Regions from separate parts of the Mus musculus genome. Here all the other regions are linked to region 2. Evidence: chromatin contacts called from public Hi-C and HiCAR-type data. All regions are on one chromosome and are shown on one strand. Each heading gives the region's core, a stretch centred on a gene start, on an enhancer-like site or on the middle of the called end of the contact. The rest is flanking DNA. Distances are from core to core; before and after follow the strand shown.

Region 1 (3,478 bases), core at 800-3,299, 430 kb after region 2:
TCAGAGAAACATTCCTTCAGGAGTCTGCCTTAGTCTTTTACCTGTGTCCACTTCAGTTAAACATTCATTCAAGTGTTTTTGCCCCAGCAAAACACTAACCAACCGACTTTCCAAAGAACCCTTAAGTTTTCCACTTCACATCGGTTTACAGGAAAATATTAATTGTGCAGCTGAAAAGAAATCAAATGTGAGGTCATTTTTAACTGTGTGCTTGGAAAACATTTGTGTAAAATATGCTATCACTTCTGTTTATCAGTGCCTCTCTTACTTTGGAATGTTGTTTTCCAAGATTTAAATTCCATCCAAAGTTACATTTTGCCTGCAGCTGAATGATAACTACTATACGGAAATGGGGGAAAGGATTTTGATGAAAATTCCTCTGGAGGCACAGCTGCAGGCAATCTGGTATTGGAACTGGCTTCTTGTGAGCCAGGACTGTCCATAATAATCACAAGCCAAGATGCTGCTGGAAGTCAGCAGATACTGTGGACATGGTTCTGCGCCAAGCATGGTGCTAATACTTGCCCTGCGTGGGGCCTGTGCTGCTAACTCAATGTTGAGGGGCCCTTCTTTCTTTCTGATGAGGCAGGAGAGAGAATAAACACAGAATGGTGTGCTTGGTTCATCCATGTGCCCACTGAAGACAGAGAAGTGGGAGTTGAGGAGAGGACCTGGTGTCACCAAGAAAGGCTTAGGGATCTGTAAAGAGTATGGGACATCCACCTAGCACTGTATCCCTCATTATAGGTGCTCCCTCTGAGGACACCTTCCCATGGCCTCTGGGAGAAACAGCCACTTTGACTTAGCTCTGCATGTACCACAAGAGAATGCCTTTGTTAATACAATACACAAGTCAGACATTGTTTTCTGTGGGACCTCAGTACCTCATTATAACACTGTTCCCTCTAGGCCATGTACAAGTCTCAGTCTAATCCTTGCTTCTCTGGAGGAAGCTGGGTTTCAAGAGGCTTCATTATAGCTTAGAACCCCAGAGGCAGTGCCACTCTGGAAATACACACTTACTAACTAGAGGGCCAGGGGGCTCAGTCCCAAGGGTGAATTAGGTGAGAGTGAGCTAATGATTAAGAAAAAAGTAAGGGAACTTTTAATCTCCGAAACTTTCCTAAGGAGGACTTGAGGTAGAAGTGAAATTGACTTCTCTTTGAGTGAGAAAGAAATACGGGAGATGGAAGCAGCTCGGAATACTTATTAAAGGGTCACGAGAATAGGAAAACTTGCTCTGTTTTTTATGTTACAGATACTATGAAGATTCATAAGAAGGTAAGAATGTTTAAAGACAATCATCTGAAAACTATGGACTTTCAATGTGGCCCCTGACCTTCTGGCACAAGAATCACCAGGACTGTTTGTAAAAGCCGAGTTTCTGGGTTCCAGACTGGTTTTTTTGAGTCAGAACTGCTGAGATCTAGGCCCAGGGACCTTCACTTACAACCAGTTCCACAGGTCATCATCATCCATACAAAAGCAGAAAGAACAGATAATAAATCTCTGAGCTCTCCAACCCTACACCAATTAAATAAATGGCTAATGTAGTCCTTGTACTCAGTGATTATGTCTGCCCTTCTTAGACAGGACTCCCACCCCACCGCCATGCCTTCAGAGTGAACTCCATCTCCCTGTAGGCAGGTCTCTGTTCTTTACTTCATTCCTCTGTCAGTCCCAACATCAGTTCACCGACCCTGCTCCACAGCTCGACACCTCTCCCAGGACAGGGACAATCAGGTGTGACAAGGTAACTGAGCAATTGCCATCTCCTCCTTCTGGATTCCTCTGCTTAAAACGAGACAGGCTTATTGGTCCAGCATCATGTCCATACTTACCTTGGGGCACCTGGGTCAAAGAAACCCTGCCTCTTTTGGTGAACACTGAGCAAGAAAGGCATACTACAATACTAAACTAAAACACTATACAACAGCGATCTAAAAACATAACTCAAATCAACAAAGAAAGGTCTGTTACTCAGAGGATATTCCACACACACACTGAGTGTTTCTGTGGGGAGCCTAGCTCAGCTTACAGCTGGGTATTAGCTCACCTCCCCAACAGGCTTTCATTTTCTCTAGGCAGAATCTGCCTTCTGTCCTTCCCATTCCCTTCACAGGGCTAGAAGAAGATTTTGAGGTGGGGTTCTGCAAAGGTTAGTATGCAAATCTAGATTAGCTGGGTTTCAAGCATTAGGAATACCTGCTGATAGCCTTGTACCATTGCCCCTTGGATTGTTACATGATCTTGTCATTATGGGGTTTAGAGCCATGTGTGGGCTGAGTAGCCTGCAGCCTAGCCAGCCGCCCATGAGTAATTTAGAAAAGCATGCATGTTTTAATAAAATGCTATTTCCATCTGTAAAACACTGTGAAGTGACATAATTTCTTTTGGTCTGATGAGAGTAAGCCTGTACTTTTGGGTCAGTTTATACTCCACAATTATGCAATATCCAGAAAACAAGTTTGGAAATTCCCATTTCTGTTCCAAAATTTGAGTAACTTATTCCTTGAGTATTTGTTAAAATATATAGGTTGTTTGATGAAAATATTTTTAGCTACCAAAAGTCTCATATGTGTTCCATTTATTATTTAATTTATTCTATTTTCCTAGCAATTTTGTCTATTTCATCCAACTTTCAAAGCTTTTACTATAATTAATATGCATCAAACTTTTATTTCTTTATTAAGGTAAAATTCGTACAGCATGAATTTCATCACTTTAGCTCATGCTGTGTTGTGTGATCACTTCAAAAGGAAGCTCTAGATGATCAGTAATCCACTTTCAGTTCCTAGGGAATGTATCTAGTCTGGACTGTCTATACAAGTGATTGTGTGTCTGACTTACTTCATTTAGCATGTCTTCAAGGTCCATACATGTCACATGAGTCAGTACTTCACTTTTAAGGCTGAATAAGGAACGACATATCTGTTTAGCCATCAGTCAGCTGATAAACATATGAGTCATTCTGTATTTTAATTATTTGAATTTTTAGTACTGAAATGAGCCTTTGTATACAGTATTTGCTTGGATATATACCTCAAAGTGGAATTTCCAGGGCACATAATTGCTTATGGACCTATCAAGTTATTCTTCACAGCAGCTACACCTTATTGCATCAGCAATGCATGAGTTTCAATTTCTCCAATTCCTTGCCAGCACTTGCTATTTCCCACTTGTTTTAGCTATTCCAATGGGAAGGCATGGGTTTCTCATTATAGTTTGAACTTTAATTTCTCTGACTAATAATATGAACATCATTTAATGTGCTTGCTGGTCACAGGTATGTCTTCCAGTAGCTATCTATTCAAGTCTTCCACCTGCTTGCTAATCAGTTGTCTTTTTGTTTCAAAACTCTTCATAGAACAGGTAAATAATATACTAATTCAATTCTTAACTAGCTAATGTTTTCTTATATTCTGTGGGCTACCTCTTCACTTTCTTCATAGTGTCCTTTGATGAGCAAATATTTTTA
Region 2 (3,850 bases), core at 671-3,170:
TCTAAGCTCTCACTGTTCCTTTGAAATAACCATTCAGAAATAGAGAACTGGCCGAAATTTGAGAAATCTCTTGAACTGCCCTCTAACAAGAAGAGAGACCTGTCATTTCAGGAGTTGGCCTAGGTTTCCTGCTCCCTGCATTTCCCAAGATATTACAAGAACAATTATGATGGACATAGCTCCTGAACACGTACACCCTTTAAAATGGAAACCATAAGACCGGTTATAAATCTGAAAGCAATTTGGAAAATGAATGCGGCAGGTGTTCAGGGTGGGGATAGAAGAAGTATGCCTCTGTTTGTTATAAACTGTTTTGATGTAGGATTCCTGACCTTCAAATAGGGCTGCAAGTTTACCCAAGAGACATAAAGCCCAAAACATGTGAATAGATTCTGTAACAGAAAATCCTAAGGCTCAGCACTGGCCACGTCTTTTGTTCATAGTGCTGGTGAGTGCTGCCATACTCACCCATGGGAAGATTAGATCGTGTGAAATCAGATTACCTGTAGCAAGAGAAGTGTAACATCAAAATAGTTATAAAATCTCTCCGAATCACTAAATAATTTCAAACTCCTATTCAGCACTTTGCTTGCTTATATAACAAAAACATGTTTTCTTACATGAAAGTGAATTACAAAATAAAGACATTTGATGCGCGTTTCACTGGCTAGGAAGCAGATCTCACCGAGCTCCCCTGATCACTGAGCATCTCCCTGATGACGTAGGCTGCATTCTCCGCCTGTGGCTACCCACCGAAGCAATGGGATCTGCTATCCAACTATATCCAAGTTCATTCCTGCAGGGGATGAAGTTAGCCAGACTTTTATTTTTGGTTGCAGCTGCTGGGATTGTTGTGGACGGTTGTTAAGTGTTTGGAATTTCTCTCAGCCCACCTTCACCTTTCACATTTAAAACTGGAAACCAATACAGATGGGGAGCCACACACGAGCCTTATTGCTGATAAAGCTGGATCGAAGAAGGAAGCCTTCTCATCTAGCTAACAAGGAGACTAGCGTAACATGTGTTTGTCATGCTTGCCTCTCCAGCCTTTCCCATGACTCATCTTAATGTCTGGGTAGAGAAGTCCTGACCTGGTAACCTTTTGGTAAACTTCCACCCGCATATCAAGCTCTTTCCCTTCATAGAGGTATGATAGGCAAAAGAATGGTGGTCCAGCAGGGCTGACCTACACAAACTATAAATAACTTCTTTTGCCTTAGCTTACCAGAAAAGTCACCCACTCACTCTCCTACTCATCCACTTATTCATTTAACAAATACTTATGATTTCTTACCCTCTACCAGGCAGGGTACATCTAGCAATACACAGAGACCCACATATATAGGTCAGCCTGCAGTGATGGGCAAAGCCAAGCTAGACCTTGATAATGTTTGCATCCTAGGGAGAGGGACAGCCACAAAACAAATAAATAAAGGACCCACAGTTGTCAAGTGGTGCTAAGTGATATGTGAATATAACCAGAATGAGGGGCATGGAGGGCACAATGAAAACAAGACATTTCAATGGAACCCAAAGGTATGGAGTGTGCTTAGAACCTCCTTTGGGAGGAGGAAAAGTGAAAGGAAAGCTTGAAGATGTCTGTCACTACTGCAAAGGGAAGGCCGACTCTTGTCTTTTGGAGATAACTCAAGAGTGTGGGATAGGCTGGCTTCAGTGTAATCTCCGGTCATTTTCTTCTCTTAACACACTGCACTTAATGATGAAGTCCACTTTGGAGAGAACAACTATTTATTAGCAGTTTTATAGTCTCGGATACACCTATGTGGCCAATAGTACCCATCACGTGTGCCCAAACAGAGCCCCTAGAAAGCACTGGATCAGGCAGGATAGGGGATCCATGAAGTTCGACATCATGATGAGCTGTGCAAGAGCAGCTGGCTGACTTATTCACTATCTCACTTATGCTTAGCTGTGTTGTGCAATATAGACCATCAAGGGTTTCGCAATGTACCTAAGTGGCAATCCATATAATGCAATAGCTGCCAAAAGAAAAGAGAAATGCTGTAAATCAGAACGCAATAAACCCACCCTTGTTACTACATTTCCAAGAAGAATTTGAAGTTCTCGAATTAAAACATTTGCTTCTATAAATCAAAATAGGAGAAAGAATCTAGATTTCCTATTTTTTCCAGTTTGTTTTTATTGTCCTAGTTTTTATCCAAAAGGCCCTCGTTTCAAGTCCAAGGGCTCAGTCAAGCCATTCGAACACTGCTGTAACAAGACTGAAACCAACATGATCCAACTCCCAGTCTTACAAGGCCCACACTGTTCTCAGTGCTCAAAGGCAGTGAGCCCCATGTGCTTCCGATTACAGTGACTCAACTCCAAACCTGCAGTGCCAGCCCCTGCACACACTATTCCAGCCATGTGTTACAGATGTGTGGCATAGCCTAGATCTCCATTACTATCACCAGAAAACAAGAACAGTTATGTGGCTGACCCCTGCTAGAATGCCGGTCAGCCTGGGTTTGGCTGTCAAAAGAGAACAGCCTGTGAACTTGGATTCAGTGGGGAAAATAAGAATCCAAAGTGAGCACTTAGATGATATGGCCCTTAAATCTCTTTCAGAGCATAGCAGATTTCTTCCCTCTTTTTTCTGCATTCTGAGTTTGACAAACATGATCTCCAGGATATTGCTTCTTGTGTTCCTGAACTCTGATTTTTGTTGGGTGTTTAATTAGATACCAGGACCTTCTAAAGCCAGGTTATTGTTGTTATTTTTTAGATAACGTCATATGGTATGTAGTTCATGTTGACCTCAAGCTCCCATGTAGCTGAAGATGACCACTTGGACTCCAATTTTCCTGCCTTTATTTCCTCAATGCTGGGATTACAGACATGTCCTACTCCATGTGGTCTATGTGGTGCTAGGGACTGAACCCAGGGCTTTGTATAACTTAGGCAATCACTCTACCCAGGAAACTATACCTCTAGCCCTCAATTTTAGTTTTAAGAGACAGATTCAACTGCATGTTAACCATTCACTATATTAAAAGAAAAAAAAACTTAGTACTTTTTCAGCACTGTTGTCATTGAACATGACATTTTTATCACTTTTCTGTCCTCTCAACTTTGGGATACAACATTAACATATTTAAAGTGATTGACCCCAAATGGTGTTATAAATAACACATCTTAGAGTCCTCAATATCAAAAGATAGGAAGTCAAGTTAATTCAATTTTGCACCAACCAAAGATCCAGGTGTCAAGGGAGATAGGCACATTTGTATACCCTTGAGTGATGTGACCTTCTGAAGAGGTCAAAAGATAAAGGGACTGCTGAGGAGGTCCAGCCTCGCTGGGACTGTTTTGTCAATCTTCCCCCTTGTCCACATGAACTCTATGAATTTCATGAACCAGAAGAGCTAAGTCAAATTGCCATGACAACTAGGGTTTAGAATTCCTGTCATGTGTTGGGCTCGGGCCCTAGAAAACATCAGAAAAGAGCATAAAATATGTTGACAATAGGAAAACAAAAAGATTTCATAATAGCTTAAAAGCCTGTTGGACTTAACATCAGAAGGCATGAGACCAGGCTCATTACCATCACTGCTGTTACTCTGGGAAAGTAAATAAACTTAATGAGGATTCAGTTTCCACTGAATCAGAAAAGGAGGACAGAAATGTAGCTCATCTTCTGAACTGCGTTCTCCAATTCACTCTGAGTTTTCACCACTCTCTTTTTAATTCAGGATAGAACTGCTAAGCCTGAAGATTGATTTTTTTTTAAATTGGTGAAGATGTATAACCATAAGAAACGCAGGAGACTCAAACTCCTCCTCACACTTATCCTAAACGCTCCTCCCCCAACCCCATCATCTCATTCTTT
Region 3 (4,037 bases), core at 331-2,830, 330 kb after region 2:
TATACATGAATTACACACAGAGGGACTCACACACAAATGTTCCTTGTTACAATATAGTTCTGTTCTGATAAGCTCATTATAACTTGAAAATACTGGAAGTCAAAAATGCATTTATCACACAAATAGGCACATTATGTGGATGAATATTTTTCAAATGTGAAAATACAACCACAAAATATGATATCCAAAATATATAAATAAGTAAAATGAGACTGGAGAGGACATTCAGGGAGGAAAGTATTTCCCGTGACAGCATGAGGTCATGAATTCAGATCCTCTACCCTCAAGTAAAAACTAGACGTGAATATCAGCACATGTCTATAACACAGCCCTGGGTTGGGGCATGGAACAGAGACAAATGGATCCTGGAGATTGGTAGGCCAAGTAGTCAAGCCAAAATGATGATCTCCAGGTTCAATGAGAGACCCTGTCTTAAAATAAAAGGTGAAGGGCAATAGAGAAAGACACTGATGTTAGTTTCTGGCCTGCACACACACATGTGCATGAACAGACTTGCACACACACACACACACACACACACAGACAACACAGTATCGACAGTTACCCTCATGAACATGGTATTCAACTAGGAGCTAAGACTCACTATGACTGTCCAGCAACAGGAGCACACACTGCACCAGATAACACTAGTCCACAATACAAGCAAAACTGAACGAGAAAGGACAGCTCCCAACGAATGCATACAGCTTTCATGTCACTAAAATTAAATTGAAAACCCCTAAGTCAAAGCATTATAGATCAGGATCCAGCTCTGTGTGTGCAAAGCTGCCCATAACTTTATTTCAGCTATAGAAATGAAAAACAGGCAAGAAATACAACATGGTTAAACAGCCATTAATGGTGACTGCAAAAGTATCTATGCATGAGAACACTTCTCCAAAAGTTTTATTTAGGGAGGATCAGAACTTCAAGGCCAACTTGGACTACACAGCAAGATCAACGCCAGCCTGAGCTGCACATAGTGATATTTCTCTTAGAGAAAATCATTTGATGCAAAAGCTTAGCTTAAAATGAGTTTTGCGTGGAGCTGCTGTTTAAAAGGTACAGCGGAGTATGGTGTCAACCAGCTCTATGACCTGCCTCCCAATTCCTGACTGCCCAAGCCCCGTGGTGGCCCCAACAGCCTTACCTCTAGGAATCTAGAGATAGCATGGAAAACTGGGGGGTGGGTTACTATATAATGTTAAAAGACTATTGGATGTATACTTTGAAAACTGTAAACATGAATAAAAAGCTCATGGTAACACATAAAAGTGACTTTACAAGCCTATCTGATCTCAGCTAGAGAGATGTATGTATGTGAATATCCAGTAGTTGCTGGGCTCTTGGTTACGTCTGTACTTTTAGTTAAGGCTATGTGTTCCTGTCGTAATTAGAGAGAGGTAGAAAGTCATTAACAAACATGAATACATCTCATTCAAATCCTTTAATTATGTGCATCTATAGGGGAGAAAGCCTTGGGATTTTAAGAAAAGGTTTTATTAGAAACAGCCAAGGCACTCCCCAGCAACCCTACCTCTGGGACATTTATCTGCGGAATTACTCAGAGCACATATGAAATCAATTACAGCCCCCAACTGGCTTAGGGAGCCTCTGTGTGCCTGCGGCCATCTCCACAGCAAATTGTCTCAGCCATGGTCAAAATCAAAATTTCTCAGTTGCCTTGGTTGACCTAGAAATGTTTTATGTAATTTGCTATTATCTGGAAGGAAAGCAGTTGTTTGAAAATAAATCTCTCTCTCTCTTTTTTTTTTTTTTTTAGTTTGTTAGTGTTGCCAAGAAATATTCTTCATCCGTTAGACAGGCCAGGAAAAAAAAAGCTCAGTAAACAAATGGAATCTCCGAAATGAATCTTAAACATTACTCTCCACCAATCTCTAGACAGTCAGAGTGACGGAGAAAGGGGGCAGTGCCTTCAAAAGGCAACGAATGGAGGTGTTCTATACTTTAAAAATTAAACATAAATAAGCAGAGGGATAAGGGCAATGCTATAATCATTTTTAAAATGAGTAGAAAAAAATAATAAAAGAGGCATTTTCTACAAGAAAAGCAAAACCAAAAAAAAAAGTCCCTTCTAGTTAAGATCACTTTTCTTTTTCCATTTTAATAATTTTTCTTACTTTTGAGGCAGGCTGGCCTTGAACTTCTGAACCTCTTGCATCTACCTGCCAAGTGAGGGCTAGGCTTGCAAGTATAGGAGCACAGCACATCCTGGACTCTGCACATGCGAAGCAAGCTCTGACCCACTGAGCTACACCCACAGGCCGTGGGCAACAGTCTCAAAAGGGCCCGTCAGCTGAAGGCAGTCCACCCATCTATCTGCACCTTCCTCACTCTTCATCTCTCTAAAAGGTCTGGCTTGAACCTTTTCCACTTTCTTCAAGCAAGCATCTGCCCATTGTCCCCATGTCTCAGGAGAAGACCTGTCTTTTGTCACTAAGGAAACAGAACCAACCAGCCAGTATCTTAACCATCAAATCTACAGACTTTCTGAACTTCTGTCCTGGTTCTCTCCCATCCCTCCTCTGTCTGAGCCTTCCAACTGAGCTGTAATGTCTTCACTCTCTCCATCTCAGCAACAGTGCTGCTTCAATTACTCCCTCTTTGACCTGCACCCTCATTTTCTGTAGAAAGAGCACTAGAGGCTCTTTAGAAACAACCCTCGCTCAATCCCTGTAATCCCCACTCACCCTAAACTGCAATAGCACATTTCTGCCTTCCTTTAGTGCAAACCTATGGAAGGTTGCCTGTGTTCACACCGCATCCTACACACTGCTCGCACTAGCACCTTTTGGCACACATGTGTTTACTCACTCCTTTATCATCTAGCCATCATCCCAACTAGGTTGTAAACTCCAAGCACTGAGTCCCAAGGGCCCATGAAATGTCCTGGCTAATAACAGGTACCTAGTAATGGTTTGTTCGATGGACGGTTGAGAAAAATAAATCACTATACCAATGGCTAATTGTCACAATGGGAAACAGATCCTCAAACCCGGGTGTACTTTATTTTTTAAATCCCAGGCCCCATGGGTTTGTACTACAACCTGGATCTCTGATAGGGGTGACTGATGTAGTTGGAAATCTCATAGGAAGCAGGGTCTGCCACGGAAATGAACTGAGACGTAAGGCTGTAAGATCCTTCCAAATGAACAGCACATCATGCAAATGGCTTCAGCTTGCGCCAAACTGAGTAATGAGGCCATCTCTAGATGGCCTTTCCTTCAGTCTCTGCTCCATACTTTGTCTCCATATTTCCTCCTGTGATTATTTTGTTCCCCCTTCTAAGAAGCACTGAAGCACCCACACTTTGGTCTTCCTTCTTCTTGAACTTCATGTGGTCTACGAATTATATCTTGGGTATTCAGAGCTTTTGGGCTAATATCCACTTATCAGTGAGTGCATACCATGTGTGTTCTTTTGTGACTGGGTTACTTCACTCAGGATAATATTTAAAGTTCCATCCATTTGCCTGTGAATTTCATGAAGTAATTGTTTTTAATAGCTGAGTAGTACTCCCTTGTGTAAATGTACCACATTTTCTGTATCCATTCCTCTGTTGAGAGACATCTGGGTTGTTTCCAACTTCTGGCTATTATAAATATGGCTGCTATGAACATAGTGGAACATGTGGCCTTATTACCTGTTAGAGCATCTTCTGGGTATATGCCCAGGAGTGGTATAGCTGTATCCTCAGGTAGTACTATGTCCAGTTTTCTGAGGAACCGCCAGACTGATTTCCAGAGTGGTTGTACCAGCTTGCAATCCTACCAGTAATGGAGGAGTGTTTCTCTTTCTCCACATCCTGGACATTATCTGCCCCACCTGGGGATCCATCCCATATACAGTCACCAAACCTGGACGCTATTGTGGATGCCGGGAAGTGCTTCCCGCAGGAGCCTGACATAACTGTCTCTTAAAAGTCTCTGCCAGAGCCTGACAAATACAGAAACAGATGCTCACAGACAACCATTGCACTGAGCGTGCGGGGGTCGGGGGGTGGTTCTCGATGGAGG

The links. Hi-C and Micro-C count contacts between places; a contact is called where the count stands out from the background. HiCAR-type assays count read pairs that join an accessible place to other places.
Region 1: a HiCAR-type map of fibro-adipogenic progenitors shows a contact between it and region 2, with 6 times the contacts expected there. The contact joins two enhancer-like sites. A contact is called at or near these places in 1 of 484 Hi-C or Micro-C datasets (bone marrow-derived macrophages) and 1 of 115 datasets of contacts at active chromatin or transcription factors (fibro-adipogenic progenitors).
Region 3: a contact with region 2 is called in a Hi-C map of uterus. The contact joins two enhancer-like sites. A contact is called at or near these places in 3 of 484 Hi-C or Micro-C datasets (bone marrow-derived macrophages and uterus) and 2 of 115 datasets of contacts at active chromatin or transcription factors (acute myeloid leukemia and fibro-adipogenic progenitors).

Annotation. Positions count from the first base shown.
Region 1 is chr4:58,763,167-58,766,644 of GRCm38.p6, forward strand. No RefSeq gene overlaps it. Among named protein-coding and RNA genes, the nearest start is that of Olfr267, 21 kb to the right of the region's middle. Within about 2 kb of position 2,050, at least 18 of the 459 cell types and tissues checked have an H3K27ac peak or open chromatin away from gene starts, as enhancers often do. A contact at or near this core is called in fibro-adipogenic progenitors, where this site is marked.
Region 2 is chr4:58,329,126-58,332,975 of GRCm38.p6, forward strand. The region is part of intron 6 of Musk (muscle, skeletal, receptor tyrosine kinase); the gene reads left to right. Among named protein-coding and RNA genes, the nearest start is that of Musk, 45 kb to the left of the region's middle. Within about 2 kb of position 1,921, at least 55 of the 459 cell types and tissues checked have an H3K27ac peak or open chromatin away from gene starts, as enhancers often do. A contact at or near this core is called in fibro-adipogenic progenitors and uterus, where this site is marked.
Region 3 is chr4:58,662,236-58,666,272 of GRCm38.p6, forward strand. No RefSeq gene overlaps it. Among named protein-coding and RNA genes, the nearest start is that of Lpar1, 110 kb to the left of the region's middle. Within about 2 kb of position 1,581, at least 18 of the 459 cell types and tissues checked have an H3K27ac peak or open chromatin away from gene starts, as enhancers often do. A contact at or near this core is called in uterus, where this site is marked.